Regions from separate parts of the Pelodiscus sinensis genome. Here region 2 is linked to region 1. A link is a contact called in public Hi-C data. All regions are on one chromosome and are shown on one strand. The core of a region is the stretch at or near the end of the contact, and the rest is flanking DNA. Distances in the headings are between cores, read along the strand shown. Region 1 holds the start of CHD9 (chromodomain helicase DNA binding protein 9). Region 2 holds the start of RBL2 (RB transcriptional corepressor like 2).

Region 1 (4,089 bases), core at 1,562-4,061:
TACTCGCCCAGGGCGAGTAGATTCAATGATTTGTCGAGCCCTCAGGGTATGCATATCACTGGCTGAGAAACACTGCTCTAAGTAATATCTCACAAACAATGAGAAACTCTTTTCAGCACTCCCTGATTGCACTTCCTTTGCTAGCACCTGTTTAAAGCTAACAAGTGCAGCAGCTTGCTAACATGAGTTAGAATGGGAGGCACAACTGTATCAGAGGATAGCCACCAGAATGCAATTCCAGCAGAAGTTTCCTATTAATTTATATTTGCACATCTATCATCAGCAGTCTTTACCTCCTTCTGCACTTCCAGCCCATTTTGCTGTCAGCTATCTCCCTCATACCCCTCTTCCTCAACTATTATTTCATGTTCTTCTCAGACACTATGACTTTTAACCAGAGGATATGTCACATAGCCACTAATGTGTCTAGGGACTGATCCAAAGCCCAACAACCACTGAGTACCTTTCCCTTGGCTTCAGAGGGCTTTAGTTCAAGACAATGCTCCTCTTTAAAGATCATTAAGTGGCTCCTGGAAATCATAGTACATTGGTTCTACCATAAAATTGTTGGCAAACTGAAAAAGAAAGGGATTCACTATAACACCCTGAACCACTATCTAATGACTGAAACCATTGGCTAAATGCCCAGAATTGTAGTACCCACCGCCCATCAAGAAAATAACAGAAAGCATTTGTCTTAGATTTTATGAACTCTCTATTCAGAGCATCAAGATTCAAAATGGGGTATTTACAATCCAACTAGGCAATGAGTTAGCAAAATACAATGGCTATAACAAAGTGATTATTTCCATGTCTCATTCTTCAATTGCACTAGAGATTCACGTTATGCCATTCTGGGACAGTATTTTAGTTTAAGGCTCTACCATTCTGCCTGGCTACAGCTCTGACACCATTTACCAAAATTATAATGGTGCTGACAGCCACATTACAGAAGTAGGACAACTGGCTGACTAATACCAACTTGAAATCATTATAAAAGGATAATACATGCCTTCTCTCCCTATGTAAGAATTTGCTCACTTATTTATTTTGCTTAGAGGAATGGGTGAGCAGAGTGCTGGTTCATTTATTTTGGGAAAGAAATCACTGGAAAAACTCAGCTATGTTATTTCCCAAAAATATTTTAGAGAAACAGCAGTTGAGACTGTGGAGGTGGGATGAGGAAGTAAATGAGAGAAATTCATCAGGAGTAGTGAGTTATGGAGAGTTTACAAGCTTAGAAACTTTACTATTGTGGCATTTATTAGTAGTGCTCCTTTTGGACATGGAACTAAAAGGTTGGGGCCCAGGCATTGAATGGAAAAAGTTACTGACACAGTGGTATTCAAATATTACATTCACATTTGGTCACACAAATTAAAACATAATATTCTAATATGTGTATATCTAAGTTTATTTGCACTATTAAGAAACTCCAAGCTCCATTCTTTAAAATAACATTATCCTGGCACATAAATATTAGACATGGCATTATCAGATATACATGTTGATATTAGACTAATGACAAAAATCCCAGGTTGAGAAACTCTTTACACAGGAGGATCCATGGACCACCACGAGTTGAAACTGTAGCTTTGTATCTTCATGTGGGAGACCTATAATTTAAGAGACATATTCAAATCTTATAGTTGAATGATGCACATAAAAACTTATTTGATGTCTGTATAAAATGGGGGTCATTCCCATTTTTGTGAAGCCTTAAGAATTATGGTTGAAAATCATAGTTTAAGGACAAAATTAAATATAGTTTGTATCTACCCATGCAGGTAGAAATGTATGCAGTGTCACAGTTGTTAGCAGAATGGAGGCCATTTGAAAAGCCATCCTGAAACAAGTATGAATACGAAGGCTGGTGCCCGCACTCTCTTAAGTGATCTTTCCTTACACGTATTAGTGGTTTAACAAGAGGGGGAAACACTAGCCCAGTTCTTCTTCCTGGACCGAAAACTCAGGCACGGGCAGGGAAGGAACTTAACACAAAACACTTGTAGCGGCCTGTCCTAGCGAGAGGACGTCCCCGTCCCGCTGACACGATGCACTCCGCGCGCAGCATGCCACGGCGGGCGGGCGGGCGCTGCCCTGCGGCTCCTCGCCGCCTGAGAACTGTGTGAGACGAGGCGGGGGCGGGTGCTTCAGGGCGTGCGCCGAGAGGATAAGCGCCTCTCAGGGCACAGCAGGTGCGAGAGCCATGGCAGCGGGGCCGGCTGGCCTACAGGAGGCCGCGGCCCGGTGCGTGCGCTGCAGCCGCCCGCAGCGGCAAGAGGGCGCCAGTGTCCGCCCGAGCGCTCCGCTCTCCTCTTGGCTTTCGCCAGCAGCGGGGCCTGCCCAGCATCCAGGTCTCTGCGGGAACCTCCAGAGTAAACGCGCCCGGGATTGGCTTCTGTCGGCGAAGGGGGCCATATTGGATCAGCTCGTCGCTCCTCTCACGCACCATTTTATCAGCGGCTCGGCTGCTTTCCTCGGCCTGCCGCCGCCAGCCCCACCCACCCCAGGCCGGGCCAGCTGCCCCCGCCCCCGCGGCGGGCTGTAGCGCGAGGAGAAAGTGCCTCAGTGAGGCGGACCCGCGCGCTCCTCCCGGCCCCATGCCGCCGCCGGCCCGCTCTCCTCCCCTCCGCACACCCATCGCTCACTCCTCCCCCGGCTCGCGGACCCGCTCCCCTCCCACTTACCCCTCCTTTCCCGCGGTGCGCCGTGTCAGCCAGCGGCGGCGGCCCCGGCCAGGCGGCCAATCAGCGAGCGGGTGACAAATATGCAAATGTGCCCCCCCAACCCGTCCCCTCGGGTTCGCTGGGGCTGGTCTGGGGTCGCGGCGCGGAGCTAGTGAAACTTCGCCAATAGCCCTCCTGCTTCCCTGCCCGGGCGGGGGGAGCAAACCACGCCGCGCCGCCTCCTCCTGCTCCTCCTCCCCCTCCCGGGCCTGTGCCAGCCACCCGGTAAGTGGTGCCCCCCGCCAGCGGCTGCCTGCGCACCCCGGGGCCAGAGAGGCAGGGGATTCCCCCAGGGGGAGGGGAGCGGCCGCCGCCCCCCGCGGTCTGGCCGAGGGAGCTGTCAGGCGCCGGGCATCTCCTCGCCTCACGCGTGCCGGCCAGGCGGCCGCTGCCGTGTAATGGCGAACCCGGCGGTGAGTGCGTGCGAGGGGTCGGGCTGCTCCCCGCCGCCCCCGGAGCAGGCCGCGCTTCAGGTGCCGGAGACACGGGCTGGCCCTGGCTCCCCACCGCGCCCACGCGAGGGGACGGCGCGGCCGGGCCTGCTCTCGCCCGCCGAGGCTGAGCCTGCTTCCGCCCCTCAGGCAGGCGCGGGGCGACTGGCACAGTCGGGCTCGCTGCTGCCCCTCGCACCTACTAGGCGGGCGTGGGGGGCCAGGTGTCCCCCCGCCGGCAGCGCCTGGGCTCGGGGGAGGGGGATGGGTTGGAGCCAGCTCCAGCCGCCGGTAGGTCGGCGCGGCTGGTTCCCCAGCCGGCAGGAAGGCGGCGGCGGAGGGCGAAGGATTGGAGCTTGGCTGCCCATCCGGCAAGTGGGCGAGGCTGCGGGAAGACTGGAGAGGCTGCAGCTGGCTGCCCGCTGAGAGGGCGGGTGCGGGGCGGCGCAGGCAGAGAGAGGGAGGCTGAGGTTGGAGCTGGCTGCCCCCCGGGCGGCGGGAGGAAAGGGGGCGGCCGGAACAGAGCTGTCTGCACGTTGGGCAAGGGGGCGTGTTGAAGCTGGCTACCTGTGAGGCAGAGGAGGGGTGTGCCTTGGGGCGCCGGCCGTGGACCTGGCTTCTCCACCAGACGGGAAGACCAGGGCGGCGGTGTGGGCGTGGGTGGGGGGAGCGGGAGAGATGGCAGTCTGATTTTCCTTTAGGAGACTTGTAAGGGGCTTGGAGCGCAGGTTCTAGGGGTTGTTGCCTGGCACATGTGGGACTGGGGCTTGAGTCTGGCCTCCTAATAGACAAGGTGGTAAGGAGAAGTCTAAGCTAGGTCCCGGGGTGGCAGGATGGGCATTTTGAGCATGTGTCCCTATTTGGTGTTTTAGCTGGGTTGGATATGTCTGCTGAAGGTGGAGGCTTATGACTGTTTTCTGCTGAGGGAA
Region 2 (3,876 bases), core at 326-2,825, 230 kb after region 1:
AGCTATCAAGCTGTTACAAATCTGCAGGCGAAAACAGACTAGGAATGGCTTGTTCAAGGAACAAGTGCAGTCCGCCAAATTGAAGAGGGAGTGCTTAAGCAAAAGGAGGAATACGCTGCTGAAGGAGATGTACATGGAACATGAGGACAGGAGAACATGCAGGTAACTGGAAGTGAGGAACCAGGATCATCTTGATGTGTGTGGTGGTTGTGATGGACCCCATGGCAGCTTTCCAGAATGCCTACATGAACAGGCACCCTCTCCAGCCCTTGCAGAACAACATTCCCTCCTCAGAGATTTTCATAGCTTCCTCTCCTATGGCCCTAGAACAGAGTGTGGGAGTCACTCACACTCGACCCTGAGGGATATGTCTTGAAACAAAAGGCTGTCCTTGCAATTGTGATCATACACATTCAGAAGCGGTCCGAAGCTCACTGTGGCAGCTGGTGCCCTAGGCGGAAGGTGCGATCGGCACCTGTGCCTGCATGGCTGTCAATGGCTGTGATGTAATCATGACATCATCAGGCGCCTGGACCCATGGTGCCCTAGGCAATTGCCTAGGTCCATGGGTTGCCCCTGTACGCATTCACATCCTTCAGTTCCTGCTCTGGCCTTCTTTTCTGTCCCTGCTATGTTCCCTAAATAAAAAGGCATTAATTTCTTAATGGGTAGTCTGCTTATGGCTTGTGTTGGAAAGAGGAGAGGGAGTATTACAGGCAGACACACTAATGGCAGGGACACCTTTCATAAAACTGTCGAAGTCTGATGTGCACTTCTCCTCACTGTGCTCTCATTGCTCGGGTTAGATGCTGAGTATTGCCCTTTCCCCTTCCCCGACAGATCACATCTCCCCTTACATTCACAAATACCGTGGAGCCCAGCGTTGGCTACCACCACAATGGGAATGTTTCATTTGTTGCCTTCTAACCTAGGCAGTAGACTGGAACCTTCCAGGGGCATTGGCTCCTGTGCCCTACACAAAGCTGGGGGGTTGTGTGTAATCATGAGGGGTAACCAATGAGCAGCAGCGGTGCAAGTAACATTTCCTCCAGGTCCTGTCCCATCGCTTCTTCACCGGTGCGGAGAGCCACTGAATCGGAATGTAACTCTGCATGTGCGGAAACCAAGTGGGGCGGCTGCACCCCTGCCTGCACGCGGCTGCACCCCGGCCAGACAAGCTGGCTGGGAACTGCCGCTGCCCCGGCCTAGCTCTGTGACGTGTCACGGTGCAGAATCGCAGCCCCCCCCGGACCGAATGCGAAAGGCAGCGCGGCCGCCACGTGGCCATTGTTTCACGCGCCTCCCCGCAGCGCTATTTCAGGGCGGGGCTCCATGCTGGGACCAGGCAGCGAGGAGCTGCGGAACCAGCCTGCCGCCTAGAGGCGGCCGGCCTCCTTCACAGCGCTGCGCGCGCCGCTACCACCTGGCCTACGCGTCAGGCCCCGGCGAGCCAGAGCCACCGCAATGCCTCCTGGGGGTGGTAGTTTTTGCTGGCTAACTGTGGGCCGGGGCGGCGGGCACGTCTTGCCGCGATAGGTCGCTGAGACGCCGTCGCCGGCGGCTGCGTAGAGCGAAGCGTTCTGCGCCTGCCGGAAAAGCGCCCGCTGATTGGCGGCGGCTCCTTGGGGGACCAATGGCAGTCCAGGGTTGGGGCGGAACTCGGTCCCGGGGTGGTTGGTCTGGGGCGGCGCAGGCGCAGTGCGCGGCAGGCTGGCGTTGCCCTCTAGCGACGGGGTAGGGGATGCCGGGCGAAGAGGACGAGGAGGCCGAAGCGGGGGTCGGGGGCGCCGCCTCCTCCCCCCCGGCGGAGGAGTGGGGCGTCCGGCAGCGTTACGAGGATCTCTGCAACAGCCTCAACATGGACGAGCGCGCCCGGGCCGAGGCCTGGCTCAGCTACCAGAGCATGAGGCGCAACTACACCCTGGAGGTGAGGGGCGGCCACGGTGACGGGCGGGGCGGCCGAGGGGGAGGGGCGGACGCCAAGCCCTAGTTGCGAGGGGGGGGGACTCGCCTCCTTTGTGGTTGCCGCCGGGACCCGCCTCCCAGCGGGGGGAAAGGCTCCGTAGCCCTGTGCCGGGGTCCTGCGGCTCTGCCCCGGGTGATCATGATGGGAACGGGGATCAGCTCCAGGAGGGAGCAGAGTGAGTCTGCAACAGGAAAAACGTAAACAACAGCGAGCAGTCCGGTAGCACTTGGAAGACTAAGGAAAGGTGCCGCTGGTATTCTGAGCGTTCCTGGTCCCAGCCCACTTCAGGTGACTGGAGAGTTGGAAGTCCAGCTCCAAGACTAAATAAGGGATGGAGGGAGGGATCCCCCAGTGGCTGTTTTGTTTCAGACCAATTCCACAAGCCTAATGCACAGAGACGGATTGGAGCTTAACTTCGAAAGTATCTTTCGAAAAAGCCTCTTTCAAAAGAGGCTTGCAGTCTAGACGTAGCCTAAGATGCTACTACAGGCAGTCCCCGAGTTACGCGGATCCGACTTATGTCGGATCCGCAGTTACGAACGGGGTTTGCTCCCCGTCTCCCTGGTCTGCTGGTGTCCAGCAGACCAGGGAGACGCGGAGGACCCAGGCAGCTTCTCGGTCCGCCGCCCGCGTTTCCCTGGTCTTCTGTGGGGGGAGGGAGGGGCGCAGCTAGTACGCCCCCCCCCCCCCCAGCAGACCCGGCTTTTCTCCGGACGCCTGTGGTAGAGCAGCTGGGGCGCTGCCGGTTGGTCCCGCAGCACCACTCTGGGCGCTACTGGACCAACCCGGCAGCACCCCAGCTGCTCTGCCCCAGGCGGTCCCCAAGTCAGCCGCTGCTGAAACTGACCAGCGCTGACTACAGGAAGCCCGAGGCAGAGTTGCTCTGCCCCGGGCTTCCTGGAATCAGCCTCTGATCAGTTTCAGCAGCAGCTGACTTGGGGATGCCTGGGGTTCTTAAGTTGAATCTGTAAGTAGGAACTGGCGTCCAGATTCAGCCTGTTGAGACTGATCAAAGGCTGATTCCAGGAAGCCCGGGGCAGAGCAACTCTGCCTCGGGCTTCCTGTAGTCAGCCGCTGGTCAGTTTCAGCAGTGGCTGAATCTGGATGCCAGTTCCGACTTACATACAGATTCAATTTAAGAACAAACCTACAGTCCCTATCTTGTTCGTAACCCGGGGACTGCCTGTATACTGTTTGTTGTTTTTTAAGTTTTTCCTATTACAGACTTAACCTTCAGAGGGATAGCTGACTATCTGCTCGCTGTCTTTTTTTCTTCCTCCCCTTCAACTTTTTTTCCTTCTCCTTCCTTCCCTTATTTATTCTTGGACCTGGACTTCCAGCACTCTGGTCATCTGAAGAAGTGGGTTGTGTCCATGAAAGCTCATAATACCATCTACATGCTTTGTTAGTCTACTAGTAGCACTTTAAAGACTATTTGTTGGTTTTTAATAATGGTGATGTTAGTGGTTGCACCATAAAGGGAAGGGGGGGGGCGTGTGGAGTCTCTCCCCTTACGATGTGTGAACTCAAGGACCTAGCCTTTTCCTAATGAAGGCAAAATCACCCTGTTAGTCTCATTTAGCATGGACGCTCTAATTGATAGCTTCAGGGGGTAGCTGAGTTAGTCTGTACTCAACCGTGGTCACCAACTGGTCAATCGATTGCGAGGGCTTGACCAGTCGATCGTGAGGTGTTCGGGCCACCCTCCTCCCCCAAGAAGCCCCACTACCTACCTCCAGCAAAAATGGAGGTAGTGCCTGCTTTCTGTGGGGTGGACAGAAGTCCTGCAGCTGTGGGGGCTTCCCTCCTCTTCAGGAAGGGGAGTTGGCCCCGGAGAAGGCACGAGCGGGGATTTCTCTCCTCTGCAGGAGGAGGGTCCTGGGAAGAGGCTGGTGCCAGGGACTCCCTGC

What was found. A called contact is a pair of places that touch in the nucleus more often than the background predicts.
Region 2: a Hi-C map of liver shows a contact between it and region 1, with 5 times the contacts expected there. The contact joins the promoter of RBL2 here to the promoter of CHD9 in region 1. A contact is called at or near these places in 3 of 5 Hi-C or Micro-C datasets (blood, liver and an unstated tissue).

Annotation. Positions count from the first base shown.
Region 1 is chr12:33,552,431-33,556,519 of ASM4963464v1, forward strand. It overlaps CHD9 (chromodomain helicase DNA binding protein 9), which reads left to right and starts at 2,812. Exons shown (of 40, transcript XM_075940269.1): 1 at 2,812-2,954. LOC142831174 reads right to left here. Exons shown (of 3, transcript XM_075940719.1): 2 at 2,691-3,689; 3 at 1-1,616. The coding sequence ends at 1,604.
Region 2 is chr12:33,784,406-33,788,281 of ASM4963464v1, forward strand. It overlaps RBL2 (RB transcriptional corepressor like 2), which reads left to right and starts at 1,576. Exons shown (of 22, transcript XM_075940272.1): 1 at 1,576-1,927. The coding sequence starts at 1,742.